Regions from separate parts of the Mus musculus genome. Here all the other regions are linked to region 2. A link is a contact called in public HiChIP or PLAC-seq, Micro-C, capture Hi-C and promoter capture Hi-C data. All regions are on one chromosome and are shown on one strand. Each heading gives the region's core, a stretch centred on a gene start, on an enhancer-like site or on the middle of the called end of the contact. The rest is flanking DNA. Distances are from core to core; before and after follow the strand shown.

Region 1 (4,759 bases), core at 1,181-3,680, 560 kb before region 2:
AGTGAAAGCAGAGGGTAGAAACCACGCATGGAAACCCAGCAGAACCCAGAAGCAACTGTAAAAGGAGAACAATCGCTTCCAGATGAAAACATATACCACCTTTCTCACTTGAGCCATGAACGTGTGAGCTTGTGAGAGTCAAAAGCATAGTCTATTTAACCCACTTTAGCAGAGGTAGATGCAGACATGTCTTTGGTTCTCTATGGTCTCCACTGCAACGTTCAACGTTTTAGGATACAAGGAAGACACAACGGGATTTTAGATTGCCCTTTCAGAAACAATGGGTAAAGCCTGGTGGGTGGCAACTATGATGCAGGAGGAGTTCCGTACGTTTGAGGCAGCCTGGGCTATGTAGCCAGATCTTTCGTGGAGAGAGAAAACAGGAAAGGTACGATTAGAAGCCACAACAGCTCCCCAGGAAATAGCTAGTGGACAAAGTAGGAATGCCCGTGTGTTCTGCTAAAGCAACAGGGTGCTATACTGGAGTCCACCACTAGAGGCATCAGAACACCAGGCTCTACCGTCAGAAGGGCAGGAAGAAGCCTAGGCTGGGTCAGGGCAAGGGGGTTTGGGAGATACGGGATACCCAGAAATTCCATCTTGGGAAAGATGCCCCCAAATCACAAATGTAACTTTGGATGCAAGTGACAAACTCGAAATGGACCCGGTTCAGTGAGAAGCTGGGAAGAAAGGACACATACCTATCAGGAGGGGACGGGTACAGACCTTTCTGGGATAAGAATAGAAAGCCCACCTCCCCCAAGTGCCACCACATTCCCCACGGGACTTCTAGGGAGTTGGGGGTGTGGAGAAGCAGCTGTCTTCCTATAGTCTCCAGGACCAGAAGGGAGAAAGAAAAGGAATTTTCCCCTCAAATCCAACCGGTGAGTCCCAAAAGAGGATACAGACAAACTGCGTTTGGCATTTGGCTCTCCTAAGCCAGATGCTGAATGTGTGGGTGTTAGATGACAAAGAGAAACGGCAGTGAGCCCCCCCCCCCTTAATAAAGATCTCTGACAGTAGTGTGTGTGTGTGTGTGTGTGAGAGAGAGAGAGAGACAGAGAGAGAGACAGAGAGAGAGAGAGACAGAGAGAGAGAGACAGAGACAGAGACAGAGAGAGAGAGAGAGAGAGAGAGAGAGAGAGAGAGAGTTTGAATTACCATCATGTAAACACTGGAAGATCTATTTACTGTCAAATTCTAGATTTTTCTCATAGAGACCAGAGCTGGCTTTCTCCCTGTATAGGAGCTAAGATTACCCGGATGATAGTTTGGTTTTTGCATTTGTTTTGTTTTGTTTTGTTTTGTTTTGTTTTGTTTTGTTTTGTTGGGTTTTGTCCTTCCTTCCTTCCTTCCTTCCTTCCTTCCTTCCTTCCTTCCTTCCTTCCTTCCTTCCTCCCTCCCTCCCTCCCTCCCTCCCTCTTTCTTTCTCTCTCAGTTCTGAAGCAAAGCTCAGTCCTTAGCAGCAGGACTCAGGTGTGAGGGACCAGAGAATCTGAGTGCCGCATGCTACTGCCTCTTCTGGGCAGGCTGCAGCGCCCGCTCCTCTGTCTCTGATTTACATTTGTTTTTCTGAACGGCTTTTTTTTTCTTTTTCTTTTTCTTTCTTTCTTTCCTTCCATGTGCTTCCTAAAAACACGGTTCTGAGGGAGAGCTGGGGTGTTTTGAAGTTGGGAGGGTGGTTGCTGACCATATCCACGTTCCTTCTCACAGGGACCCTCACCCCATCCCCCGGTCTTCTCTTTTCCCATCTCTCACCCTGCTCTCTGCAATGCTCAGCTTCTCTGGGTCTCAGCCTCCTACGAGGCCCCTGCCTATACTCCTGTCCTTATTCCTCTGGGGGTCATCATTCTTCCTTCAGTACATCTGGGTGGCATTTACGTGAAAGCAGCAAAAAGGAACAAACAAGCAAGGGTCGCCTGCGTGCTCAGACTGTAAGCTTCGCCTGCTCTGCAGGGGTCCAGCCGAGGCTGGCAGTACAAACCCTGCTGGCGATTAGCCTGCTCCTGGTTTAGCCATTTGAACTTCAAAAAATATAAACTAAGACCCAGCAAGGTGTCCGGGTTCGGAGCAGACCCGGGGTGCAGTGGAGGGGGTCCAATCACCCGCCGGGGATCAGGTCCTGCCAGGTCCTGGGCAGCCTGCAGCTCCTGCTGCAGTCGGCGCTGGCTATTCCTCGCAGGCAGCTGTAGGGGGCGCCGTTGAAGCTTGGTAGACGATTTTCCAGCAAATACAGAGTCATGCTTCGCTTTTTTTTTTTTCCCCCGGATAATAAATCCACAGAGCTTGTTTTTAACCCCCACCAGAGGTTAAAGTAGTTTCATAAAAAGTTTTTGGTAAATTCATGGGTAACTTTTTGAGGTTATGTGAGGTTGTTGTCAAAAAAATAAAAAGAAAGGGAAAGAGAAAAACAGCTTTTAGCTGTTGTTCCCTCTCTGCTCATGTAAGACCAGAGTCACAGGAGGGCGGATGGGAGGGGGATTGGAGCTTGGTGTTTTTCCAGAACAGTCCATGCACAGCCGCAGCTCCCTAGTCCCCCCGGAAGCCTAGCGATGGGGCTGGGGGTCGTGGGTGGCTGCGTAGGGTCTGCTCTGCACCCCAGCCTGCAGCCACCTGCCAGACAGCTGCCCCCGAGTTCCTGCCGGCGCCGGGGATGCAGTGCTGCAGTCTTCTCGATTTTTCTACAGCTCCCAGCCCGCAGACCCCTGCCCAAAGCGAGTCAGGGTGTAGAGAGAGCTGGTCGGGGGTCTTTGCATGCATTTCCCGAGTGGCAGTCAGAGTAGGGGTTAAACGGATTAAGAAGTTTATCCAATTGATAGGGAAGGAGACTGGAGGAGGCAGAGGGAAACAGCGCAGTTAAGGGAGGGGGCGTCGCACATTAACTATGATTCAGAGACTCAAATGCACCGAGTTCGTTTTTCATCTGCCTTTAGCTAGAAGAGAAAAATAAGGAAATTATAGAAAATTGAGACGCTAACATCCCTAAGAGCACTGTGCGCCCGGGGGTGCTTTAATGAACACTTAATAATTTCAAATGTTCGTGCTCAGAGGTGGCTTTGTCCGTCTCCAGCATGTCAGGTGCCTCGTAGCCATCAAAAGCTAATGCCTTTGGGCTGGGACAAAAAAAACAAAAAACAAAACAAAACTGAAAGTTAAAAACAAACAAACAAACAACATTTTAAGAGTTTTAGCAGAGAGGGGGCTATCTAGGAACCTATCTTTTCATCCACTATGAACTTGGGCACGACTCCCTGCCAGTGAGGATGGGGAGGTGGGTAACCTTGGCAGCCACCTCTGACCCCAAAGGCCATATCGAAACTCAGGTGAGGAAAAACATTTGGCGGAAACCCTCAAATGCGGAAGCAGGAAGCTGCTTGTTGTTGGAGCTGATTCTCTGAGCTCCCTGCCAGCATCCAAGGTTGAGGTGAAGGCCAACAGGAGAGGGGAACCTTGTCTGGAGGTTGGGGACCTTAAGCAGAGCACCAGTGACTTTTTGAGCTCCCTCTGGAACATCCATCAGAGATGTACATGAAGCATAAATACCCTAGCCTTCTCTGTGTCGCACTAGGGACCCAGTCCCTGGCAGCGGAATGAGACTCCACAACTTCTGGCTCACTCCTGTGGCCTAAAGACATCTTCTCTAGATGTGGGGTGAAAACGGTAGCGCCCCCTACTGTTTGCTACCCTGGTCACACGCTACAGAGTACTGTCATTTTGTAACAGCTCTCTGCCAAGACCTCGCTCCCTGTTGGACCTAGAGGATCCTGTGATGTGGGCCTCTCAGCAACGCCCCCCTCCCCTTGGAATGAGTCAGGACTTTCTAGACAGAAGCCAGATTAGACACTAGCCATACTCCATTTTACAGATGAAGGCCTGGGGCAAAAAGAGACAGATGTCCCTCGACTTAAAAACAAATGAATTCTAAGTCCACAAATGAAATTACTGGTTTCTATAACACCCCCGCTTCACAGGAAGCTGGGAGACCGAGGACAGCGGCTTCAGCGTCTCAGGTGCGCTGAGTCCAAGGCAAAGCAGAGCGTGAGAGCAGATGCTATGGCAAAAACAACTTCCATCAAAACAACCTTGCTCTCAGCTCCCAGCCAGATGTGGACACCTAACCCCTCTTGATGCAAAGGGATTAGGAAAAGGTTAGGCAGGTGGCAAAGGGCCATTAGCATCAGAATCAAACCTTTCCCATGACATCATTAGGGGGCTTAAAGGACTGAACAGCAAAGCCCCTTCTCCTTGGGATTCTGTCACCTAAGGTTGGTGGCGGATCACCTGTCTCCTCCAGAAGACTCGCTGTTTCGGACATTTTGTGTCTCAGATTTCTGCTAACACCTTAGTTAGAATTAATCCTAAAGGTTCTAACCAAAAGGGTCAATTGGGAATTGAGGGGTGTGGTGGTGGGGTGGATGAGAGGGAGGGGCCAATGGGGTGAGAGCGATGTTGAGGGCTCACAGCTCACCCTACCCTATTTTCTACTCTCATTTGGTTGCCCGGCCTAGCATTTCACAAGAGAAATTTCTAGAACAAAATTCAGGCTTCATTTGTAGTTCCCCTGGGAAGGGTGGTTTGCGGAAAGGCTTTCTTTCAGAAAGAGACGCATCCTCAAGATCTGGCCCCCTCCCGTCTCCATGAATACCTGCTTGTTCTTTTCAAGTAGCCCCATCTCCACTGACCTGGTCATTAGCACCGGTGGCACTTTTGCCTTTTCGATTTCTGGGGGTCGGGGTGGGGGAGTTCAAACTTCTGAACT
Region 2 (4,800 bases), core at 1,906-4,405:
AGCTCTGTAGTAAGGACAACTTGGGGACAGCCCAATTGGGTCTGTAGATGCTAGATGTACCCAGAGACAGGTGGCTCCAGGTCTCTGCAGAGCCACCCCAGACCTAGACTCCTGCCTGTCCATCTTTCTCTGCCACAGGGCCTTCCTCATAGCTGACTTGAGCAGACCTCCACCTCCATTTAATCCCATCATGTGCCCAAAGTCTCAGAAGCCAGGGATAACTGACTACGTCAGTGCCTCTGTACTGGCCGGAAGAAACAGATATTAAGGGGCTTGCGGGGGCGCGGGGCTTTAGCTTGCAGTTCATCATCACCTCCCCCGGACTTGTATGTCAGGAGGGCAGGCGCAAGTCGATTCTGCCAGCCGGCCACCGCCCCCGCTGTCTGACCATCACAAGAGCCGCTGCCTGTCCCAGGTAATTAAACCTCGAAGGCTCTGCGTAGAGACCAGGGAGCTGACAGCTCAGATATGAGCTGTGCTTGTGAGCCCCTGCCACCTGTCAGCAGCCGGTGGCCTGCGTGGGATGTGTGTTGGGCCGAGGACTGGCCTCAAGGGAGGCAGTCTAACCCCGCAGACCCTCCACCGAGTTCTCACTAAGCAAAGGATGAGAGTGAAGAGCATTTCAACCTCGGTCTCACTGACAAGAGAAGAAATATCCACTCACTTCTTTCTCGTGGGTTTATGTGAGGCTTGCTACACAGCAGGCAATGTGATGGACTCTCCGATAACTGGGAGAGATGTCAGTAGAGACAAGGACAAAGCAACTGATTAAAAGTCTACAGGACCCAGACAGAGCTCTAGGGGTGGGCATCGTGGGGGATACCCTGGTGAGGAAAAAGAGGAGGCACTTATCACCACAGAGTGCCCAGACGTGAGCGGCTGGCAGGAGGTGAGGCGGAAGCCCAGAAGGGACCCCCGAGAATTAGCAGGCAGACATGGTCTTCAGTGCCCACTGCCAGATGAAGGCCACAAGTAGTGGAAACTTTGCAGAGTTGAGACACCAAGGCCAGAGAGTTTGGAAAGAGAAAGTAAGAGGGTGGAGGGCAGTTGGGACAAGAGGCTTGAGAATTGGGGGGTATGCTTCAAGGAGAGACGGACACATCGTGGCCCTCAGAAAAAGAGAAGGGGCCCAAACTAGACCTGGGTGGGTTGGAAGAGAAAGGGGGTTAAAACCAGCAAAGCAACTAGACTGTTTTCAAAAACAGAGAGCTGACACGAGATGGCAGACATGGAGGACCGCCCCCTTTTAACTGTATCAGGGAGACAGAGGGCAAAGCCCTCAAGTAGGGTGCTTGCTTGAGGCTCAAGCAACAGCCTTCCTGAAGCCAAAGTGGAGGGACAAGTTGGCCTCTGGCTGCTGGGTGGAAGCCGGGTCAAGGCAACGGAAGGCAACCTAGGTCAGGCACCTCCCTTGCCTGACAGGCTGGCAGTGGTTTTCAGCCTGCCTGAGTTTCCTCTGAGGCTCCAGTGAGACGAAACACATAAAGGTGCTCCCCACCTAACACGTAAAGGTGCTCCCACTGTCACACACAAAAGTGCTCCCCACTTAAGGGGACAACTATGCATAATCAAATCACAGCTGCACCAAACGGAGACCTGAAAATACAACCCAAGACCCTTTTTTGGGATTCCCGAAAAGCACTGTAGCTCTTCCCAGGGGGAGAGAAGAGAAGAGCTCTCCACCTGTGCTCCCAGAAGGCATGTTGCCTCTAGATACCCACTTGCAAGGTGGACACTTCCACTGGGCCATTGTCTTGTCCCACCAGGAAGAACTCCACCATGACTGTCCTCTTCTCTGCGCGCCGGGATGCCCCTGAGCGGTGTGTGAAGAGTGGGAAGGCCCGTGCCAAGGCACAGGCAGAGGCAAAAACCTCAGTCTGTTCGCAGACCATCTGTAGTGAGAGAGAAGCAAGGTGGGGCTGAAGCCACAAAGGGACACCACCAGGACTCTCCCAATAGCAGCTCTACAAACCCAGACGGCTGTGCCCCCCCAGTAACCTGAGGCTGCGTGAGAAAAATGTCTGCCACCAGATGTTGTCCACTCTTTCCCAGACAGATGAGCAGGGCACAGACATAAGCCCAGGCCTCAATAAATCTAGGCTGGCATCTCTGATTTGTCACGCAAACCGATCCGGTGTAAATCACTCGGTGGTTGAAGGGTTAGAATGGGAGATCACACGGGCCAGCCTGCTGTGCTTGAGGTGGGCCACGGGCTGGGGTACACTCACCGGCCCAGCACTCACCAGGATACACCGGTGGGTTCCAGGAGGCAGGCAGGTTCTCACGAGCCTGGTGATGAAGTGGGCTGCGGACGGGCTGTTATGCCGGCTCACCCTAGAAGGCAGAGCTGCCACTGTGGCGCAGTTCAGGTAGAGAGGACAGCTGTCTGTGGGGTTGGGGTTGAGCGTGGCCAGAGCTGCCTGCCAGAGCTGGATTAGAAAGGAGATATGAGACGGACCGGGCTTCAACACGTGTGCTGTGTGGCTAGATGCGCCCTGCGGGCCACGCCTGCTTGTCTAAGGCACCCTAGCCGCTGCCACCAGGCATGTGTGGCTCTCTGGTACCCTACCACCCTCGTGGGACTGCGCCTCGCGCTGGCAAGGCCTGTCTGGGGACCCTCTGCTTCAAACACTTGGAGGCCCGGCTCCTGGGCCCTGGCTAGTGGCCATGGAAGCGGGTCTCGAGGCCAGAGGCCACGCGGAAAGCCGCCACTGGGCCTTCTGCAGGGCCCGGCCCAGAGGCGCGGAAGCAGGTGGCTCGGCCCGGGCAGGCCGGCGACACAGGCCGGGCCTCGCTGCAGCCAGGGCCTTGGGGACAGACGGCTAGGCCTGTCGCGGGCCTGCGCCCTGGGCCCGGCGGGGCGCGCGGGCGAGGCGGGGCCCGTGGCCCAGGGCCTGGGCTTGGCAGGCGCATGGCGGCCGCGGCCCGCTCACCTCCTCGGTGACCCGGGGCTGCAGCTTCCCGCGGACGTGGCTCCAGGGCACGCGGTGCAGGTGTTGCAGCTGGCCCAACAGCAGCAGGGGCCGGCTCTGGGGGTCCGCGTCCCCGGCGCTGGCCTGGAACTGCAGCCCCACGCTCGCCATCTTCCCCCCCACGACCCCGGCCGGGCCGCCCAGCACCCTGCGCCCTGCTCCGGCCCGGCTCGGCGCCGCCCCGGCCCGCCCGGCCTCGGCGCCCCGCCTTCCCCGCCGCCTCCGGGCCGCGCCGCCCTGCAGGGCCCACCCGGGGCGCGAGGGGGCGCCGGCGGAGGCGGGGCGCGGGCCGTACTGCGCCTTCCGGGCCTCCGTTGGGGGGCAAGTGGCGCGCGAGCCCCTGGAAGCGCTCCAGCTCTGGCTACTGCCCTGGCCCGGCTGGCAGTAGGTTCCTGGACTCGAGGAAGCCTCACTTGCCAGGGACAGCCGTGGCTACTGCAGTGGCCTGACAATTAGGCACTCGGATCCCCCCTTTATTCCGCGTAGGCCGCCTCCTCGGCCTAACGCTCGCCAGAAAGGTCACCATTCAGCAGTGGGCGCAAGCTGCCTCTGCACTTTGTCACCTGTGTTGGAGAGGAAAAGACAGCAGTGTTGGGAGCTTATAGGAAGTCATTTGAAAGGAGTCAGCTGCTACCCTACACTGCCCAGGTTTTGACAACTCCAGGCCTGGGGCTAGAGCTCAGTGACCTCCAGTCTTCTTCCTTTTTTTTTTTTCAAGACAGGGTTTCTCTGTGTAGCCCTGGCTGTCCTGGAACTCACTCTGTAGACCAGGCTGGCCTCAAACTTAGAAATTCTCCTGCCTCTGCCTCCCAAGTGGGATTAAAGGGGTGCGCCACCACGCCCGGCTGTGACCTCCAGTCTTATATGTCACTTTTAATCTACATTTCTTCTCTGTTATCAGCCTTTAAAACTAGCAAAACAAGATGGCTGAGCGAGAAAAGACACTTATTGCAGCGCCTGAGGACCAGAGTTCTAGTCCCGTATCTGGAAGGTGCAAACCAGTATCCAAAATGTGTCCATTGACTAAGAGGTTGACTAAGAGGTACCCACTCACACCGACTTAAACACACACACACACACACACACACAGAGAGAGAGAGAGAGAGAGAGAGAGAGAGAGAGAGAGAGAGAGAGAGAGAGAATGAATTAAATAAAACATTAAAAAAAAAAAAAAAACCCTACCAAAGCCAGTTTCATCACATAGCTCTCCATTCCACTGACCCTGCAGGCACCACCCACCTTATGTCCCCACCTACAAGCCATCTATGGTATGGATTTCTTCAGCTTTGGAGGTTCCATCAAACAGCCCAGAGCAGGCCAGCCCTGAAGACGGCAGTAGCTGAATGAGCAGAGGGGATTCCTTTGAAACTCTGGCTTTCCTGACGCAGAAGTCAACACTAATTGGATCTTATTTTCTCGAAAAAGAGTTTTTACAGCAACTGCATGTTTTCACACATTTTGTAAAGGGTACTAAGTGTTCTATCCCGATTCTCTGGTGTTTGCAAATACAGTGTGAGGCACAAGGCACTCAGGAGGGGCCGAGACAACTTGCAATTTTCCTAGAGGGTGGCAGGCTTAAGCTGATCCCTGTGGGAGAAGTACTATGTCCCCAGTCCCCAGGCCAGTCCACAGCAAGATGTCATCTGAAGGAATGACGCTGGGAGGTGGGGCAGGAGTGAGCATGACATAGCCTGCAGCCTATGAGAGCAGGAGCTGGAGCTGCAGGTGCGCAGGTCTCTGCGTATGCTACAGACCACAGAGTATGTTGGGGGGCTTGGGGAGATGACTTGGGAGGTAAAATATTTGCTGTACAGGCCTGAAGATCCCA
Region 3 (4,398 bases), core at 1,508-4,007, 990 kb after region 2:
CAAGCAGACACGCGCACACACAAAACAAAATGAATACAACCTTTCTTTTTTTTTTTTAAGGAAGAAAAAAGCAAGAACCAAAAAAGAACTTTTTCTGTTTTCACTATGTAGGTTCCAGGGATCAAATTTCCACAGGCAGGCTTGGCAGCAAGCACCTTTTCCTGCTGCGCCATTTTGCCCCCCCCACCCCCACTCCCCAGACATTTAGAAAAAATGGAAGGCAAGCTAAGCCAGGTGGAAAATGCCTGCAATCCTAGCACCAGGGAACTGACACTGGAAGAAAGAGAATTCCAGGCTAGTTTGAACTACATAGCAATCCCAGAACCAGGGAGATTGAAGTAGGATTTAGCACTTTAGGCCAGCCTGGGCTACATGAGATGCTGTCTCAAAACAACAAGCTGAGTGAGCTACAGAGTTCCAGGCTTTCCAGCCTGGGCTACACACACACACAGAGAGAGAGAGAGAGAGAGAGAGAGAGAGAGAGAGAGAGAGAGAGAGAGAGATAGCAGTGAGGTTTTTAATTGTTTTTTTTTTTAATTTTTTTTTTTTTGTCCTACATCAATCTAAAATATATATCCTGAGAAAATCTTCTAGATGCAAAATTACTCATGAAGATACTGGGCAGGTAGTTAGTTATTATTCAAGCAGAAAAGTCACTGAAGTGATTTTTTAAAAAGTTATTATTTTAAAAAGTCTTTCTCTTCCTCAAGGAGGCAGAGAGGACACCAACTTGCAGAACTTCATGACGACCCTGACGGGAAAGCCCATCATTCTTGTGATAGAGCCCAGTAACACCATCGAGAATGTCAAGGTCAAAATTCAAGACGAGGGAGGCATCCCACTGGACCATCCTCACCAGCAAACTTCTGGAGGATGTCACACCCTGTCGGACTACGGCATCCAGGAAGAGTCCACCTTGCACCTCATGCTGCGCCTGAGCAGTGGCACCATCAAACTATCCCTTCGTCAGCTTGCCCAGAAGTATAGCTGTGACAAGATAACCTACCACAAGTGCTACGCACACCTGTACCCTCGTGCAGTCAACTGCCACAAGAAGTGTGACCACACACACAGACACACAAATCTCAGACGTGAGAAGAAAGACAGTGGCCCAAGACTCTTAACTCATGAACGATACGAGAGTTTATGTTAAATTTAATGAGTTCCATTTGTTGCACTATTGATTTTTTTAAAAAAATATTTGCATATATGCTATATTCAAATAAGAGACATAGCTATGAGAAAGTGGGAGGAGAATAGGCTAGAAGTAGAAGCATCCATGGGGACATCACTAACTTCCCTGGCTACAGACAGGAGGGGGATCCACACTCAGGTATTGGGGAATGTGTCTGAATCAAGACTGTTGGAAAACCGGCTAGTTTATTTAATTTTTTTAAAAGCCTGTTCCTCAAACTGTGTGCTGTCCTTTAAGAATTATCCCAACAAACATGTTTCTTCACAACCAGCAAACATGATTACACTACATTTTTGAAATGTGTTAAATGTTGAGAGTTATAAGCCATGCCTTTAAAAAAAAAAAGAAAAAGAAAAAGAAAAGGCAAAACAAAACGCCTAGTCGTGGGATAGCAAGAAAAGATCTCGGACGAGTGGGGGGGATTCCAAGGGAAGAAAAGATCCAGTTGGCCTTTGTGTCTACCACAGTCCCCCCAATTTCCACTCTCATGTTCCATCCACTCCACACACACACACACACACACACACACACACACACACACACACCTGCCCACAAAGAATGCTTCTGCTGAGAACATTATCAAGTGGAAAGAGCTGAAAGAGACCTACAGAGCCCACGGAGGCCTCCTGCCTCCTGCCTCCTGCCTCCTGCCTCCTGCCTCCTGCCTCCTGCCTCCTGCCTCCTGCCTCCTGCCTCCTGCCTCCTGCCTCCTGCCTCCTGCCTCCTGCCTCCTGCCTCCTGCCTCTCCTCTCTGCATCGCTGTCCTGGCTCCACCCACCTGATGGTGCCCTGCAACTGACTGATAGAGGCTGAAGGTAGTTTGAAGATAAACACAAGGTCAAAGACAGCATTTGAAGCCAGTTGATTTTTTTTCCCCAATATTCCAAAACTTCAACAGAACTTTGTTTCCATCAGTCTCCCTTCGGCCTCCCTTGTCCCTTCCGTCTCCCCCTTACAGTTCCTTTACCACTTCTGCACCCACGAGGCTTGTGGGCCTCCAGTTTACATCGCAAGATTCTTCTCAAACCCCATCCTACCCTCCAGCACCCCCTGCACATAGGCCCCCTCGACTCTTGCAGGTCTTTCTCCTGCAGCACTCTTACCTTGCCGGTCCTCCCAGAGTCTCCAGGTCGGTTCCTCTCCACTTCGTCGTCCTTAAGTTACTTCAGCGCCCCTCTGGACCTCTCCTCCACCTTCCTGTCCATCATCCACTGCCATGCCTCCAGTTCCCCCTTCAGGACCACTCCTGTCCATCATCTCCTCCGCAGGACTCCAGCGCCCCCTCTGTCCGTCATCTTCTCCGCAGGACTCCAGCGCCCCCTCAGGACTCCGTCTCTCCCTCTCTGTCCATCATCTCCTCCGGAAAACTCGAGCGCCCCCTCAGGATTCCATCTCTCTTTGTGTGTCCACCATCCCCTCCATGACTCCAGCGCCCCCTCAGGACTCCATCTCTCCCTCTCTGTCCATCATCTGCCCCAGGATTACAGTGCCCCACCCCCAAGACTCCACAACTCTGTCCCTCATCCTTCAGGACTCCACCCACTCCCAGGATTCCATCTTTTCTTCTCTGTCCATCATTCCCCCGAGGACTCCAGCGCCCCCTTGGGGTCCTGGGACCCTTACTCCATTCCTCCATCTCCACCATTTTCCTCTCCTTGGCTCCACCCCTTTCCCGCCAGCACCTGCGCAGGGCTCTGGTAGAGGGAGGTGGTGGCAGCGGCTGCTGCACGAAGAGCAATTTAGCACGAGGTGGCAAGGTGGCGGCCACGCGGTCAACAGTCCAGGCCCTGCCTCTGTGGTGAGGCCCTGGGGTGCCCCTGCCTCCTGGGGAGCACCAGGGAGCATGGGCATGGGTGGGGTGAGGCTGGGCGGGGCAGGACGGGCGGGGCGCCGAGCTTGGGAGGCAGGCATGGAGGCTGGTGGGCCGTGTGCACATGGCTGCCAAGCGCCACGAGGCCAAAGAGAGGTTGCTCTGCCCTAAAAACCTCGCGTGTCCCACAGAGTTGGGGGGCTTACCCCGGCTGTGCTCAGCCCTGAACCATGCCAACGCAAACTACCACCCTTCACCATCCCGAGCCCAGCCTGGGACTTAGAATGTTGGAATATCACCTAAATCCCGTTAGAGATTTTTGCAGGGTATGGGTGTGGGGTTGAGACACGGACTCACTACAGAGTCCAAACTGGCCTGGAATGTTGATCCCATTTTGTGCACCTTGATCAAAGCCCATGTCTACTAGGCCCCAGCACCTCTGCACCCCATAAAGATTGCACGCTCTTTTTCCATCAGGGGTCGTCACCATGGCTGCCGCTGAGGTCCCTGTCCCTTCTGGGTACTTCACCCAGATCAAAGAGCAGAAGTTGAAGCCTGGAGACCTAGAGGAGGAGAAAGAGGAGGACGGGGTACAAAGAGTGGAAGCCCAGGAGGGAGTTGTCAAGGAGGTGGAGGCCGAGAACAGTTGCCTGCTTCTGGAGGCCAGGGCCCCGGTGGAGAGCGACAGGCGGATCCTGACCCTGCAAACGGTGCACCTGGAGTCCCAGGATGTGCACCTACAGGGGCTGGGATGGCTGAGCGTGCCACACTCTGAGGAGCTTTCAGGGACGGTACCAGAGGCGGAAGGCATACTGCAGTTGCCATCCGTGCTGTGGCTCGACCCAGAGCCCCAGCTCAGCCTTCAGCATTGCGTGACGGTCAGCATCCCGGAAGAGCTGTACCCACCAGAGGAGCTGCAGCGGATACATTTTCACCTGCTGAGAGAGAATGTGCTAATGGCCGAGGAGAACCCAGAGTTAACACCAGACTTGGACGAAAGCACAGCCCTGAAAAAGGTACGGTGCATCGTTCTTACACACTGATGCCTTGTGGGATAGAGAAAGCTAAAACTGAGTTTTCTTAGATTGAAGCAGCTTTGGGCGATGTTATGTATAGACGATATGTTTGAAGTTGGAAAATAAAGTACAATAAAATAACAAGACCTTGCCATATATATATATATATATATACATATATATATATATATATATATATATATATATATATATGTATATATATATATATACACACACATACACACATATACACACTCATATATGTATACATATATATGTATATGTATACATGTCTTACCATATATAAATACACATAAATATGTGTGTGTTTAAAGGCTTTTAAAAAGTTGCAGGAAATGATGCTATTAGCATAAGGT
Region 4 (4,343 bases), core at 512-3,011, 830 kb after region 2:
ATGCAGCTGAGCCTTCCTTTCCTTTGCCAAGATCCATTTAAAACTAGCCAATCTTGAAAGACTGTGAGGCTGGGGCCCCGCACTCGTGGGGAAGAGACACAGTTGCCACCTGCGTTAGAACAAGAACAAATGAATCCCCTGCCCTGTCCTGGCTTTAAGACTGAGCTTATAGCTGGAGCAATGGCTCAACCCTTAACAGTACTTTACTGTTCTTCCAGAGGACCTGGGTTCAGTTTCCAGCACCCTCACGGTGGCTCACAACCATCTGTAACTCCAGTTCCCAGAGGATCGATCAATGGCCTTCTGGCCTTTGACATAAAGGACACACACGTCGCATAGACACGCACAGGCAAAGCATTCATACATATATAAAAAAATAAATATTAAAAACAAAAAGCAAGATTGAGCTGCTATTTCAAACAAATGGACTAAGCACCTTGGAACCTCCCTCTGGGAGGACACTGGGCTCCGCGGTGGCTCCTCCAGGAAGGTCACGGAAGGTTAGGCAGAGGAACCCACTTCCTGGGCTGCTCTGAAAACTATTCTCTCAGCTTCACCTATTCACCAGTCTATTAAAAATAAATAACAAAAACCTGTGAAAGCTTTCCCCTTCTTTAATGACAAGGGACACAGCCCCTTAAAGTCCTTGGATCCCTCGTGGGCAGGGACAGGTACTCCATCAGGCTGTGCAGAACTTAGGCTCCGTCTTCCTGAGCCTTCACCGCTGTGCTTAGCTGAACCGAACACTTTCTCTGGCTGTAAAATGAAGCCAAATAATAATTTGTCTCCCCAAGTTGCTATGGGAGACATTACTATCTGGTGTGCTTCTGGCACACAGTAGGCACGCCAGGCGACTGAAAGTTTAGGAATGGGTCAAGGAGGCGTACTTCATATTTGAGGCTGGCTTTGCGCTAGGGATGGGAGGCCTCTTATGTAACAGTTTAATATCTTTGAAGCCAGAGCACGGGTTCCCATAGCTCTCCAGTAATTAATTAAAACTTAATGAACAAAAAGCACCCTCCCTTGACCCCCTTTTACACTCTGAGCCACACAACCCAGTCGGTGGCCCTTGGGGCGGCAGATAGAGGGTGAGGGTGTGTAACTGCTTGGGTGTCCCATAATAGTAACACACACACACACACACACACACACACACACTCTCACCCCCAGTCCCGGGCACTAATTTACAAGGCAAGGACCAGGGGGCGCTTCTCGGGGCGTGTCTACAGAAATTCCAGTCTATCCAAAAGGCCCAGTTAAAGAGCCGCGCGGGGTTGGGGGTTGCGGAGGGGCTCAGACTAATTCTCAGTCTCCTGAGAAATACAGCTATGGATGGGTCTTTACTCCAGACCCTCCATGCTCTGATCTCCATGCATTAAACTCTTCCAAGGCGCCCCAGAAACCTTATAGTCTTCGGGTGCCCCCAAAAGCCTGGGTGGAGGGCCCCAGGGGCAGGAGTTGGAGAGGAGAACACCTTAACTTTTCGTCTTGATTCTTGTTCTGTGTTGTGACCGCCGCAGGCACGGGGGCTCCCGCGGACCGGGCCTGCGGAGTCTCGAGGGCGCTGGGTCTACGCAGCGCCGGCGACCGGTCTACATGGACGCTAGGCTCGGGCCCTTTAAGAGCCCGCCCCGCGAGCGACGGGCCCGCCCCCCGGGCCGAGGAGGGTGCGGGGGCCGTCGGCGGGGATTGGCGCAGCGCGCGCCCCCTCCGCGGCCCCCGCGCGGTGGGAACCGGCAGCCCCGTCTAGCGCTGACGTCAGACCGTCTGCCTGCCTCCGACCGCGGGCGCGCGGCGCAACCCGATCTCCTTGGACTTGAATGAGGAGCGGGCGGCGGCGCTCAGCTGCGGATCGGCCGGCGCGCAGGCTGAGCCCGGCGGCCCCGTGCCCCGGCCGCCCGCCCGTGCCCCGCACGCCGCCCGCGGCCACGGCCCGCCGCCCCGGGGCTCCCGCTCGGCGGCCGGGGGACCCAGCTCGCCTCGGGGACCTCGGCGGCGCCCCGAGCCCGCGCCGCGCTGCTCGCTGTATGCGGGGCCCGAGCCCCGCGCGCCGGCCGGAGCCGCCCCCGCGCCCCGCGCCTCGCGCCCCGCGCCGCCCGTGACCGCTTGATGGGGGTCAACGGCACCGCCGCCGCCGCCGCCGGGCAGCCCAATGTCTCCTGCGCGTGCAACTGCCAGCGCTCTTTGTTCCCCAGCATGGAGATCAGTGAGTGTGCCCTGTTCCCCCCGGGACAGCCCCGTGGGATCCCCGGCCCGGGACATCGGGATCGCGTGGGGACTCGGGGGCCGCGCGCCTGCCTCGCCCAGGCTCCCCGGTTGCGCTCGCCGCGCCCGGGGCGCGCCCTCCCGGAGGCTCGCGGCAGCTGGCGGCCGGCCCGGCTTTGTCCCGCGGCGCTGCGAGCCTGGCACGGTCCCCGCCGCGCGCGCCCCGCCCGGCCCGACTCGGACCCGGGGCTCGGCGGGGACGTCGCGCCTCTTGGGAGGGCCAGGGGAGCCGGGTCGGGGAAGTTTCCATTCCGTTTTCCCTAGGGGCCGCGGCGATGGAGCAATTAGGCTCTTTATCAACTTTGGGCGGGGGAGCGGGCGGGGGAGACACTGTCTGGCCCGGGAGGTGTCTGGGGCTCCTGGCGTGTGTCTGGAGTGGCCATGGCGATGCGTCCCGGGTTTCCGTGCGTATGTAGAGTGCGCTAGTCTGTCTGTCTGAGTCTCCGCGCGTCTTTTGGTGTCTGTGGTTCAGAGTCGCGGTCTGTGCCGGCCGAGTGCGTGTCCGAGTGTTCCTGCATCTCAGTGTGACTGATTTGCTGTGTGCTCGTGGCGGGGGTTGGGGATATGATCTGGATCCAGCCAGATTTAAGGACCGTTTGTGTTCAGGTGTCTGAATCCAGGGCTCAGCGCTGGCGCGTCTAGCCCACCGCGGATCCCCAGTGTGTGTCATTGTGAATGTCTGTCCCGGACTCCTATAAATAGCCTCTGTCTGGACTGCTTGGCTCACTCTGGCTGGGACGGTGGTTACAAATGAGTCAAAGTTTTGGGGCTGTTTGTGTTGAGACCTCCTTGGAGGTGGTAGACTCAGGGTGGTGAGTGCCCCGTTTGAACCCCATCCTGCACCTCCAGAAGTTGAGATCAGCGAACATCTACTTCCTTGTGTGGCCCACCCAGGTGGCTGTTGGGTTGGGTGGAGAATTGAAACCTCATTCCCTACCATCTGCCTCTAATCTGCGCTCCTCCCCTAACCCACATTTTTGGGGAGGAGGGGGTACCTTTTGCCTTTCTGTTTAGTTTCTCTATCTTACCCCAAAGCACTTAGGGCAAAAGGGTACACAGCCTCCCCCTAACCCAGACAGCGGTCCTCTGTGGAGCCCAGGGGCAACTGCCACAGACCTGGGCAGTCGCTAGGTGACTCATAAGCTGCTTTCTGCAGGCAGCTGCCACAGTTTGCACCCCCGCCCCAGCACCCCGCATGTACAGTAAAGCATCAAGGGTAAAAAATAGCCCACGACCGGGCCCCACCTGAGCAGAGGAAGTAGGTTTGGGTGGTGGGGCCCTTGTGCCGAATTTGACTCACTGTCTCCCAGTCTGGAATTGAAATTGAAAGCCTTGGCGTCACTGAATCCCACTTCTCCCCAGCTGCCTTGCTGCCTGCCCCAAGACAGGAGATGTCAAGAAAACCTGCCAGGAGCCAGTGCCATCAGTCTGTGATCTTTCCTTGGCACCAAACCCTAAGGCTTCCCAGGAGCCCCTGTGCGACGATCAGAGAGGTTCAGGGAATTTACCATCTAGAGGATGTTAGTTTTCTGCACGTGTCTGGGGAGAGGCTGACCCTGCTCTGTGGATTCCTCTCTTCTCTCTCCTGGAAATGCCCTAGGAAACCTCCCGTGGAGGTTCACTTTGTATGACAAAGACCAGTTGGACATTCTGGTCTTGTCTTTTCTCTGAAAAAACAACAAAAGACTTCAATCTTAATTTTGTCCCTTCGTTGAATCAGCTCTAGTACCAGCAAGATGCTGTCAAGTCTGACAGCCTGAGTTCCATCCCTGGAACTCATTCGGAGAAGTAGAGAACAGACTGGTAATTGGCCCTAATGATATCTTGGTTGAAACCAAGATGGCTTGAAGCTCTTGGTGGTAACCGGTATTTGCCCCCATCAACATTGGAATAAGAGGCTCGCCCAGGCTTGGTGCCTGGAAATACCCTGTCACCACCCGTTAGTCCAGGATTGTCCCCACTTTGTGTATGCACAGTCTACTTACTAAAAGAGAGAGTGAAACAGGGAGGGGCTCACTTTAATAATGTAACAGTGTATTGCTAGTGTTCCCTGAAAGTCTGAGTGAAGGAAGCCTTAG
Region 5 (4,499 bases), core at 1,539-4,038, 790 kb before region 2:
CTGGTGCTCATTGCCTGCCATTGTGCCCACTGCTGCTGAGGGTGGCTGTGAGCACACACCTGACAATGGTGGCCTGATTGAAATTAGCTCCATTAGAGACCTCATTGTGTGTGCCGCACTCTGTGCACGATGCTTCCTGCCCCAGCCCCCTCCTACACTTCCTCTGATGTGACAGGCAGCACAAAGGATCTCAGAGGTCTGTTTCGAAAGGGACACAGCTGTCTGAGCTTCACAACTACCTCTCTGTAGAATTCACCCTCTCTAGTTCCTACTTAGACACCCCCAGCCTCTGCCCCACTACAGAGCTGGGGCTTGCCCATCTGTTATTCAGACCCCACTCTTTCTTCCATTCCCATTTCCTGAGTACACTGAGCCCCTCGGGACCATCCTCGTGTCCTTTTTGCCCATATCTAGTCCTTTGGGAGATTCAGTGGGCTTTCCCTATAGACAGACCCTCTCTTTTACATACATCAGTCTGCCTCAGCCCATTCCTCAAGGCTCTCAAATCTATTCACCACATAGCCACCAGAGGGAGCAGTTTAAAGACAAAAGGCAGCCTCTTAACTATGCTAACATTCTCTGAAACTGCGGAGGGACATGCTCCTCCAGCCCTCTTCCCAGAAAATGATAAAAAAGATCCTTTCAACTGTAATTACCCTACAGATAAGCAAAAGAGAAGTAATCATTGCACACTGTTTCCTAAGTGTAGCTGTGAATAGAGAGAGCTGGCAGCAACCGAACCATAAACTACATCCCAGCCTTCCCAGTTCAAGGGTCCTTCCTCTGTACTACCAAACCATCTTATATGATTGGCCACAGGCTGGTGAACCCACTCTTTGTGGTACCTGTAGTTTTTCCTTGAAAGGAGCAGGATGGGGGGCTTCAGGGAAGTTGAACAGAGTGCCATCTTCTGTCATAGGCACACTCAAGAGTAGCCATCCCTGAACAAGTTCTGGGAATAACAACATGAAGACGGCCTCTCTACGTCTCTTCAGTTTTTCCTCTGCCTATCCCACATCAGCCCTGGCTGTTGGACATTCCAGGAGCCCTAGGCTACAGCCATATTTGCAGGGGCGAGACACCACCCATCCTATGTTGAAGGTTCCCGTCCCTGTGATAGACAAATATGGGAGACATTTTACCTGTACAGTGAAAAGCAAGAAGCAAAGTCCTCTGCTGGACTGAGTGGGGACACGCTATTGCCGTGTCATTCAGAAGCCAGGAGTGAGGAAGGCAGGCACAGCAGATCCTACCTATGCTGTCTACAGAACATTGCAGCTAAAGGCTGTGTGGGACAGGAGGGCCTCTGCTTCCCAACCTGGTGGTCATCATGGACAGTCTACCCAGCTGAACACTAGTGGTTGCTGCACTTGGTTACAGATGGGTTAGGATGAGCACACAGCCACAAGTCCCACGTGTGTGCGGTCTCACGTGGCCACAGCCACAAGTCCCACGTGTGTGCAGTCTCACGTGGCCTAAGGTGTGTGTAGCACTCACTAGGATCTTAGAGCTTTCAAAGGGGAAGGCAGCTGCTGTCCTCATCCTTCCGAAGGGGCCCTTAACAGCAGAGGTTGGGGTGGGAGGTAGCATTCTTAAACTGTGGAGAAGAAGAAGGCAAAAGGGAAGTTACAGATGTTGGGTGCCTGAGTGAGACTTGGTCATCTTAGCTGAAGGGACTTCACAGGAAGCAGAGAGGAGATAATAGTGTTAGAGGCAAAGGCCTGCCTCACAGTCAGCAAAGACTGGGACCCTGATCCAGGCAAGGAATTGAGCATAGCCCCCGGCATTGGAGCCTTCCCCTGAGGCTCTTCTTAGAAGGGGCTTGACTCTGTGGACACCTGGATTTCAGCCAAGGCCACAGAGAGGCAATAACTGGGACACTAAATCTTGTTCTTAGTACCTGTGACAGACAGAAGATGCGCAGTTGTACATTATCAAAGAAGAAATATAGATTAAAAAACAACACCCAAAGTAAGGAACACCCAGAGCTGAGGGGAGGCTCCTGTCTGCCCTGCCCTTGCCTGGGCTCCCCCAGGCCTGTGGAGCAGAGTTTTGCAGAGGCCATTGAGAGACCTCAGCTCCTTGTAGATGTCACATTGATGACCCTGATTGGAGGGTGGATGGATGAAGTCACATCCGTGCATCCCTGCAGAGTCATATCCATGAGACTGAGTTTCTGGACGGGGTTGGTCTGCCCCTCACCTCTGACTAACACTCGCTGTTACTCTTTTCCTAACAAACACACTGTCACTCCCAGATGGAGGTCTCCGGTTGCTCATGAGAGTCGCCTGGAGAGATTAAAATTTAGATTATCAGTCTGCAAGGGTGGTCAGTAGGGTATAGACACTCTGCCGTTGAATTGACCTTCCTCTGACCCAAGGAGGTGCCCATGACCAAGTGGAGAGTGGCAGGCACCATTGGGCAGAACACTGGGCCTGTGTTCTCATTCTTCAGGACTGATTCCCCACGTTCTTTGACGGAATCTTCTTTTCGGATGCGTATCTTAGGGTACAAGCCAGGCCAGTCAGAGTCAACACTAGGACCCATGGGTACTTGTTCCTTATAAACTACTGTAAAGCCAGACAACCCAAGTCAACTAAGGGCAGCTTTTAAAACTCTTAACTTCATTTAAGGGGAGAAAAAAGAGTTTTGTTGCTGCTGTTGAATTAAAAATGCACACACATACACACCCAACAGAAGGCAGCTGTCCCATTAACCAGCTCCAGATGTGCGGGTCTCTTCACGGCTGCTTGTTCTTGGCAAGATCATCCCTCACTCCTCTTTCCTGTCCCCCACGACAAATGATGCAGACAAAGGGGGCTGGCTTAGCCTGCCGTAGAGGAGAACATGGGCTTCCTTATAACATAGCGCCTGCCATGTTGAGGCTGCCCAGTGTCCCCGGGCCTAGTAGGGCCACAAGTTACCATCCCATCTGGCCGTATCACAGGTATGTCCCTACTCTCCCTGCTCCAGTTGGTACAAGGAGCCCAGGAGCTAGTGAGGGCCCCAGGCCCTCCCCCGAGCTGCAGGGTCTAACGCTGGGACCAGAGGCCCTGGGTGATGGAAGACAGGCAGGCCAGTGATGCTTATTAGAATTTTCTTTCTGACCCCCAGCTTTGAGGCTATCGTTTCTGAGGTCTGCACGGATGATCTGTCTATACAGCTACATGAACAACCTTTGACATAGCTTACGGTTTTCTCCAGTGCAAGGAGATCTAGCAGGGTAAACATTGTCGGAACTAACTTCACTGAGGTCACACTGCTCTGTCCCCACCGTCTGTTCCTAGCTGTTTTGAAGTGGTGACTTGGGGTCCAACCTCAGTACCTGGAAATTCCCATGTTTGCTTGGCAAGTCTATTTCTGTTTATCCACAGTAGATGGAACAACAGACATGGTAAGTGATGCTGCCAAAGGAGTTACCACTAGAGAAGCTTGCCCCTCTCTATATACTTGCACTTGTGTATGTCACACACACACACACACAGAGAGAGAGAGAGAGAGAGAGAGAGAGAGAGAGAGAGAGAGAGAGACTTATGGTAAGTAGCCCAGGCTAACCTTGAACTTACCCTGTTCAAGGCTTTTCTCAAACTCCTAACCTTCCTTTCTCCACCTTTCCAGCGTTGTGGTTAGGAGGCCTGTGTACACCAGTGCACCCAGCTCACAGCTTCCTTCTTCTTCCCACCCATCTTGCAGTCCTGGGGATTGAACTTGGGGCCTCATGAATGCTATGTAATAAGTGCTAGTGTAATAAGTGTAAGGCTATGTAATAAATGTAATAAGTGCTATGTAAATCACCGAAGCTCCCCACTAGCTCCCTCACCCCCAGCAACTGTTAGCTGCTCACATTGTAGGGAAAAGGAGAGACTCCCTGGGCCTGGTGGACCTCATGAGTCCTCCCATTTTCAACAAGGGAAGGTTAACAAGGCTTCATCTACAGAGGGTCTTGTTTGAGTGATCACAGCAGCTCTGATGTATGGACGTGTCCAACCCAATGAAACAGCCACATGACACTTAGCTCTGCTGCTCCTTGTTGTAGGACCCTGGAGAAGGCTTTTTCCTCCCCTGACCTCAGTTTCCCTATCTGTTAAATGGGCACAAAAACTGGCCCAATGCAAAAAGCCAACATATGAGAGCATTGAACGACACCATATGAGGTAAGATGCTGGATGTGAGCAGATGTTTCATAGACATATGACGGCCCACTGGCTGGCCATGCGCGGCCAGAGGTGAGCCCGCCCACAGGGCTGCAGCTCAGTCAGAGCCTTGGTTTAGAACCGTATTCTTCCACTTCCAGTGTTTTGCCTTAGTTTTTGAATCTGCAACATGGGCACTATACTGCCTCTTCCTTGCATGAAGTCGAGGAAGGATGGCACACCACTCCCCAGCCACAAGCAGTCTGGGTACCAGATTTTAGGCCAAGAGTGCTTGGGGCGTTGCTGAGCGAGGAAAGGGAGAGGCAGAACCGCCCGCAGTTACTCCTGTTGCTGCTGCGCTGCCTT
Region 6 (4,626 bases), core at 594-3,093, 760 kb before region 2:
GCTAAAGAGACACAAGTCCCTCCTTTGGCTACAGTGGTACAAGACTATCACGACTACCAAGACAATGGATCCCAAGAAATTGGAATTGCCCAGGAACTTGATGCTTGGAAAACACTGAAGCCTGTGCCAGCCAGAGAGAGACCTTGTCTCCTGGAAAGAGATTTCACACAGGTCTGACAGCGTGTCAGACCATCTTACAGAACATAGTAAAGCCCAGAGAGTGACGGGTCAGTGATGAGTGGGGCCTGAGACAGTGATGGGTCAGTGGTTCACGCGGCCACAGCTAGAACAGGACTGCTAAACTGTGCAGGCCTCGTGCCTTCTTCTATTTAAAGTTAAATCTTATGTCAGGACTCCACAGATGGACTTAGGGGTCACTAGGACTCTATTTATCTTCCCAATGTAGTTGTACTGAATAAATCACATTTCCCCCGCCCCCTGGTTCTTACTAGGTGTTTAATTGGCCTGTAGGGAATGGGTAGCATAACCTGGCCTTTTTGGGGGATGTCAGGCCCCAAACTCTGACTCTAGCTCCCGCAACAGGAAGAAATAGAAGAAGAATCCCAGAGGCACAGACCACATGCGGTACCGTAGTCATACTGGGCTACAAATGACACAGTTAGGTTCAGTGAAGTCATGGGCTTCTATACAATAGTCAACCGTTCAAGGAGAGGCACCAGCACCAACAACGACTTCTTCCAAGGCAGGAGAGACAGCTCAGTGGCTAAGAGCACTGGCTGTTCCGGTACAAGACTCAAGATTTGATTCCCAGCACCCACACAGTGGCTCATATCATGCTCTGTTAGCTCAGTTCCAGAGACTCTGTTGCTCTCTCCTGGCCTTCACAGGCTGCTGAATGCACATGGGGTACACATACCCAGGTGTGTGTGTTTGTGTATAAAATAAACAAATAGGTGTGTGTGTTTTTTTTTTTTTTAAAGAGTGTGTTCTTTCAAGCAAGGAGTTCTGTACTTGTCCATGAAGTCACAGGGTCATTCATTCTCCCACTGTTCTCAAAGCCAAGAAGGGACTTGTTGTATTCCCTAACCCCCTCCCCCATTTAATTTCAGCCTAATGTAATTGCTCGTTGCTATGGTTGGAGGTTGCTGCAATTTGTACTTGTATTAAATGCAAATTAACCCACTTATTGAGCCATCTCTTGCCTTTCAAGGGCCTGTGAGGGTGTCTGTCTTTCTGTAGCCTGGGGATTGACTCGAGCATGGCACGCTGGTCTGTGCTCACTGAACTTCTAACTTAGGCTTCCTTGAGTTGGCCTCCAGCTTTTGAGAAAGTACCGCGTGCAACTTTGGGGTCCTCCTGAGAAGGGCCGCTGACATTACTCTTGGCCAGAGTTGCCTTTCCAGGAGGGGAAGTCTTTGGGTTTCTCCCAAATGGTTCACGATGAGGTTTCGAGGCCTCTGAATGCAGCATCTGCTTGGGGGTGATCAGCTCCATGTGTTGGGATGCAGAAACCAAGGTGCTGCTGGCAGCCTCAGGACCCAGACGCAGAATAACATGGCCATGCCTAACCCTGGAGCCCTCCGGCATGCAGGGGAGGATTTGGCTGGCATGTCCATGCTAAGAATGAGCACCAGGAGATGGTTCTAACAATCGCAGGCAGTCTGCAGCCACCAACGCTGCCAGCACCTCCACCTCACCTGACGGCCTCCTTCCATTCTCTCTGAGTATCCAGCACTGGAGTGAATGAGGGCCACAGCTCTCAGCAATGAGGTCTCAGGAAAGAACAAAGCTGTTGTCTGTTTGCAGCCTAAGGTCAGCCCTAGATGACAGGCTCCTAGCATTCCTGCAGCTGTAGCCCACATACCCTTCCAGTATCTTGAAGCACACCAGGCTGCCTGCAACTCCAGCTTTTCCTGGAACTGATTCAGTTAATTGACGGCCCTAATCAGCGCTGTCTCAGGGGAACAAAAATCAAATTACAGTTGGGCCTAGGGCCTAACAAGCCCTGCTTTTGGGGGGGGGCACACAGCAGATGATCTCTTCCCTAGGGGGATTACTGAAGCGGTCAGCATGGGAGCCTCACCCTAGGACCAGTGTTTAGGGCCTTGAGATCTTGGCAACTGCAAACCCCAAAGCTGGCACACACACACACACACACACACACACACACACACACACACACACCCCGCTCCAGAACATATTTCATGGTAGAACATTCTGAAAAGACTTCACTAATCTTGCTTCCAATTATTCGTGATTTTACACACACATCCACAGGCACCACAAATTACTGTAATTTGTCCTCTGTTTTCTTATAATGTTTTAGCTTGCATTTGGAGACACATCTGTTTTGCTTAGTTAGCTGTGATGACTTAAACTTTATGACGAGGGAGTGCCTCGAAGCTTCCTAGTTGAAGTAATAGAACCTTCTAGAATGTAATCAAACATCTACTTATTCTACTTGGGCTGTTTTATGTTGATCTTTTATAGACTAGACATTTAGAGGCGTTAAGGAAAGTAGGCAGGCCTGGCACGAGGTCCCAAGGGACCGGTGGGTGTGCCCCAGCAATAAGGCCAGTCAGTCACTCTGGTACAGAATGAAACACAGTTTTGAGGAACTTAGCCTGGGTTCCTACCCCAGGCCGACACGGGGTGGGGGTGGGGAGCCAATGGACGGTGGGGGTGCCAGTGCCCAGCTCCAGCCAGCAAGCCTCCAGCCCCCACTAAGACCACTATACGTGCTCAGCTCCTTCAGGCGGAGACAAACCACATTGACAGAAAATAAATGTCAAAGCGAGAAAGAAAGAATACATCTGCCTTTTCTCACCAAAGCAGCTAATAGGAATTATGAAACAATCTAACGGTTTAATAATTAGATCCAGGGCACATGCGGTCTTCATTATGACAGCAAACACTTTTTAGTAACATGAGGGAGAACATGAAACTTAAAATAATTCTCGATAATTTAATTAAGGCCGTGCTTTCCCTTGGGAGCTGCCTTGCCAGAGAGGGGCAGATGAGAGGTGCAGATAACTCAGAAGCAGGTGCTGACACCTGCAAACACAGTGCCAGGGTGCCCATGGGAGCCAGGGGCACACACCCCTATCTGTTGTTCTTGTTTTGTTTGGAGGAGGAGAAATACACACTGGTACCCAAATGTGCTAATTTCACAAACCCAGCGGTGGCTGAGCAGGTCAGAACCCATAAACATTTTCCATTATCCCACCGCGCGCGCGAGGACTTGTATTCTTGCACTTCAGCTCTTTTGAGGTCATTGGACCATCCGTTAATTCTGAGGTTCCATGAAGCGAAATTAGTTTAATTTAGCTCAAATTTAAATTGGAAAACGTGCACCATGGTAAGGGCAGAAGAGGCTGCGAAAAGGCCAGCCCTTCTCCAGGAATGCATTTGTCCCTTCTTGCCTGTCCCCTACCTCAGAATAAGCCACCGCCATGCCCTTCCCTCCCTCTCTTTTCCCTTCTTTCTCCCTTCCTCACAGACCATTCTCCACCAGCAGGGGGTGCTCTTTTGAAAATGGATTCCTGATTGGCCTCCAGTTCAGCATTGTCTTTGACCCTGCAGGCCTCTGAGCCCTGGCACGGACCCTCCCACCCGAATCTTCTGTCCCCTGCTCTTTCTCTCTTGAGATACAAGGTTTGTTGTTGCTCTCTCTCTCTGATGGAGTGTCCCCAACTTCTGAGCATTTGTAGCAGTGGTCCCCTTGTCTGCTGGCCCAGTGCTACCCCACCCCCACAGCAGCTTTTCTTAACTGACCAGCTAGAGCACTGGCTAGTGGCCCTACAGCATCCTGGGCTGTTTGAGCCTGGGTGACCCTTGTGTCCCTTCATGTTCTCTGCAGTGTTCTTTCCAACCTGTCTCCCTAGAGGGACCTCGCCTCCATGGACAGGAGTTGTAACCCAGAATCAGCCAGGGCCAACGGAGCTGGTAAGCTAGTGGACAGAGCTATTCAGGTCTTGTTCAGGAGAAGGGGGTGCAGTTGGCAAGGTAAGGTTGCTAAGAGGAAATCATTACATCCCTGGCTTTTAGTGGGGCTGTAGAGACTGTGAAAGATGCAGCCATTCTCCCTTTGTATCCCCACCTGGTCCTCCACCTTTCCCCCATTTTCTTCCGACTTGCCCACCCTCCATGTTGCTTCCATTGGCCAACCCAACAGGAAACCTAACAAGAGAAGACATGGGAAGGACCAAATGGGGCTTCCAGATGGAGGACTGTGGCAAGGTGAGGGTGGGCATCGGATTCTGCAGATACCACACACAGTTACGCAAATTAGGTAAGGAAAACAGGAACCTTGGAGGATTTGGGGCACCTGATTCTCAACACAGGTAGAGTTGGGAGGTAGAGGCAGGAGGATGAGAAGTTCTAAGTTAGCCTTTGTTCCGTAGCAGGTTTGAGGTCACCCTGGGCTACTTGAGACCCTGTCGCAAATGAAATCAGTATCCTCGGTTGATTCCCTGCAGTGGACACGGTCTGGGGACTTGGTCCAGATATCCCTGAATCTTTGTCCCATCTCTACCCAGAGAACCTTGGGGTTGCCCTGCACACGTGACTGAGGACCCTGTTGAAGGATTTGGGTTCCCTGAGGAGCTGACGTTGCAAACTGGGGTCTGAGAGGCCTCTTGAAGATCAGAACTGGAATCAGATACT

What was found. Promoter capture Hi-C pulls out the DNA fragments that hold promoters and counts their contacts. Hi-C and Micro-C count contacts between places; a contact is called where the count stands out from the background. HiChIP or PLAC-seq counts read pairs in DNA pulled down with a chosen protein or histone mark. Capture Hi-C pulls out chosen DNA fragments and counts their contacts.
Region 1: a promoter capture Hi-C map of liver shows a contact between it and region 2, with 2.4 times the contacts expected there. The contact joins the enhancer-like site here to the promoter of Npepl1 in region 2. A contact is called at or near these places in 4 of 39 promoter capture datasets (the 3T3-L1 cell line, liver and pre-B cells), 3 of 484 Hi-C or Micro-C datasets (LSK cells, embryonic stem cells and palatal mesenchyme), 1 of 115 datasets of contacts at active chromatin or transcription factors (astrocytes) and 2 of 9 other capture datasets (adipose tissue and embryonic stem cells).
Region 3: a capture Hi-C map of embryonic stem cells shows a contact between it and region 2, with 3 times the contacts expected there. The contact joins the promoter of Ctcfl here to the promoter of Npepl1 in region 2. A contact is called at or near these places in 3 of 39 promoter capture datasets (hippocampal neurons, liver and pre-B cells), 3 of 484 Hi-C or Micro-C datasets (B cells, the G1E-ER4 cell line and embryonic stem cells) and 1 of 9 other capture datasets (embryonic stem cells).
Region 4: a contact with region 2 is called in an HNF4G HiChIP or PLAC-seq map of pancreatic cancer cells. The contact joins the promoter of Pmepa1 here to the promoter of Npepl1 in region 2. A contact is called at or near these places in 3 of 39 promoter capture datasets (hippocampal neurons and liver) and 3 of 115 datasets of contacts at active chromatin or transcription factors (cardiomyocytes, embryonic limb bud and pancreatic cancer cells).
Region 5: a Micro-C map of palatal mesenchyme shows a contact between it and region 2, with 2.3 times the contacts expected there. The contact joins the enhancer-like site here to the promoter of Npepl1 in region 2. A contact is called at or near these places in 2 of 39 promoter capture datasets (hippocampal neurons and pre-B cells), 2 of 484 Hi-C or Micro-C datasets (embryonic stem cells and palatal mesenchyme), 7 of 115 datasets of contacts at active chromatin or transcription factors (craniofacial prominence, embryonic limb bud, embryonic midbrain and 3 more) and 1 of 9 other capture datasets (embryonic stem cells).
Region 6: a contact with region 2 is called in an H3K4me3 HiChIP or PLAC-seq map of craniofacial prominence, with 6 times the contacts expected there. The contact joins the enhancer-like site here to the promoter of Npepl1 in region 2. A contact is called at or near these places in 6 of 39 promoter capture datasets (the C10 cell line, embryonic stem cells, frontonasal cranial neural crest and 2 more), 4 of 115 datasets of contacts at active chromatin or transcription factors (craniofacial prominence, embryonic limb bud, large pre-B cells and 1 more) and 2 of 9 other capture datasets (adipose tissue and embryonic stem cells).

What each region holds. Positions count from the first base shown.
Region 1 is chr2:174,671,597-174,676,355 of GRCm38.p6, reverse strand. The region is part of intron 3 of Zfp831 (zinc finger protein 831); the gene reads right to left. Among named protein-coding and RNA genes, the nearest start is that of Zfp831, 30 kb to the right of the region's middle. Within about 2 kb of position 2,430, at least 105 of the 459 cell types and tissues checked have an H3K27ac peak or open chromatin away from gene starts, as enhancers often do. A contact at or near this core is called in adipose tissue and liver, where this site is marked.
Region 2 is chr2:174,108,706-174,113,505 of GRCm38.p6, reverse strand. Npepl1 (aminopeptidase-like 1) reads right to left here and starts at 3,155. Exons shown (of 12, transcript NM_213733.2): 1 at 2,934-3,155; 2 at 2,244-2,429; 3 at 1,722-1,892. The coding sequence starts at 3,083.
Region 3 is chr2:173,117,884-173,122,281 of GRCm38.p6, reverse strand. It overlaps Ctcfl (CCCTC-binding factor (zinc finger protein)-like), which reads left to right and starts at 2,757. Exons shown (of 11, transcript NM_001355185.1): 1 at 2,757-2,993; 2 at 3,483-4,021. The coding sequence starts at 3,494. All of the region lies in intron 5 of Gm40011, which reads right to left.
Region 4 is chr2:173,273,951-173,278,293 of GRCm38.p6, reverse strand. It overlaps Pmepa1 (prostate transmembrane protein, androgen induced 1), which reads left to right and starts at 1,761. Exons shown (of 4, transcript NM_022995.3): 1 at 1,761-2,206. The coding sequence starts at 2,110.
Region 5 is chr2:174,902,085-174,906,583 of GRCm38.p6, reverse strand. No RefSeq gene overlaps it. Among named protein-coding and RNA genes, the nearest start is that of Gm40017, 14 kb to the left of the region's middle. Within about 2 kb of position 2,788, at least 14 of the 459 cell types and tissues checked have an H3K27ac peak or open chromatin away from gene starts, as enhancers often do. A contact at or near this core is called in palatal mesenchyme, where this site is marked.
Region 6 is chr2:174,869,343-174,873,968 of GRCm38.p6, reverse strand. No RefSeq gene overlaps it. Among named protein-coding and RNA genes, the nearest start is that of Gm30537, 8.7 kb to the left of the region's middle. Within about 2 kb of position 1,843, at least 43 of the 459 cell types and tissues checked have an H3K27ac peak or open chromatin away from gene starts, as enhancers often do. A contact at or near this core is called in craniofacial prominence, where this site is marked.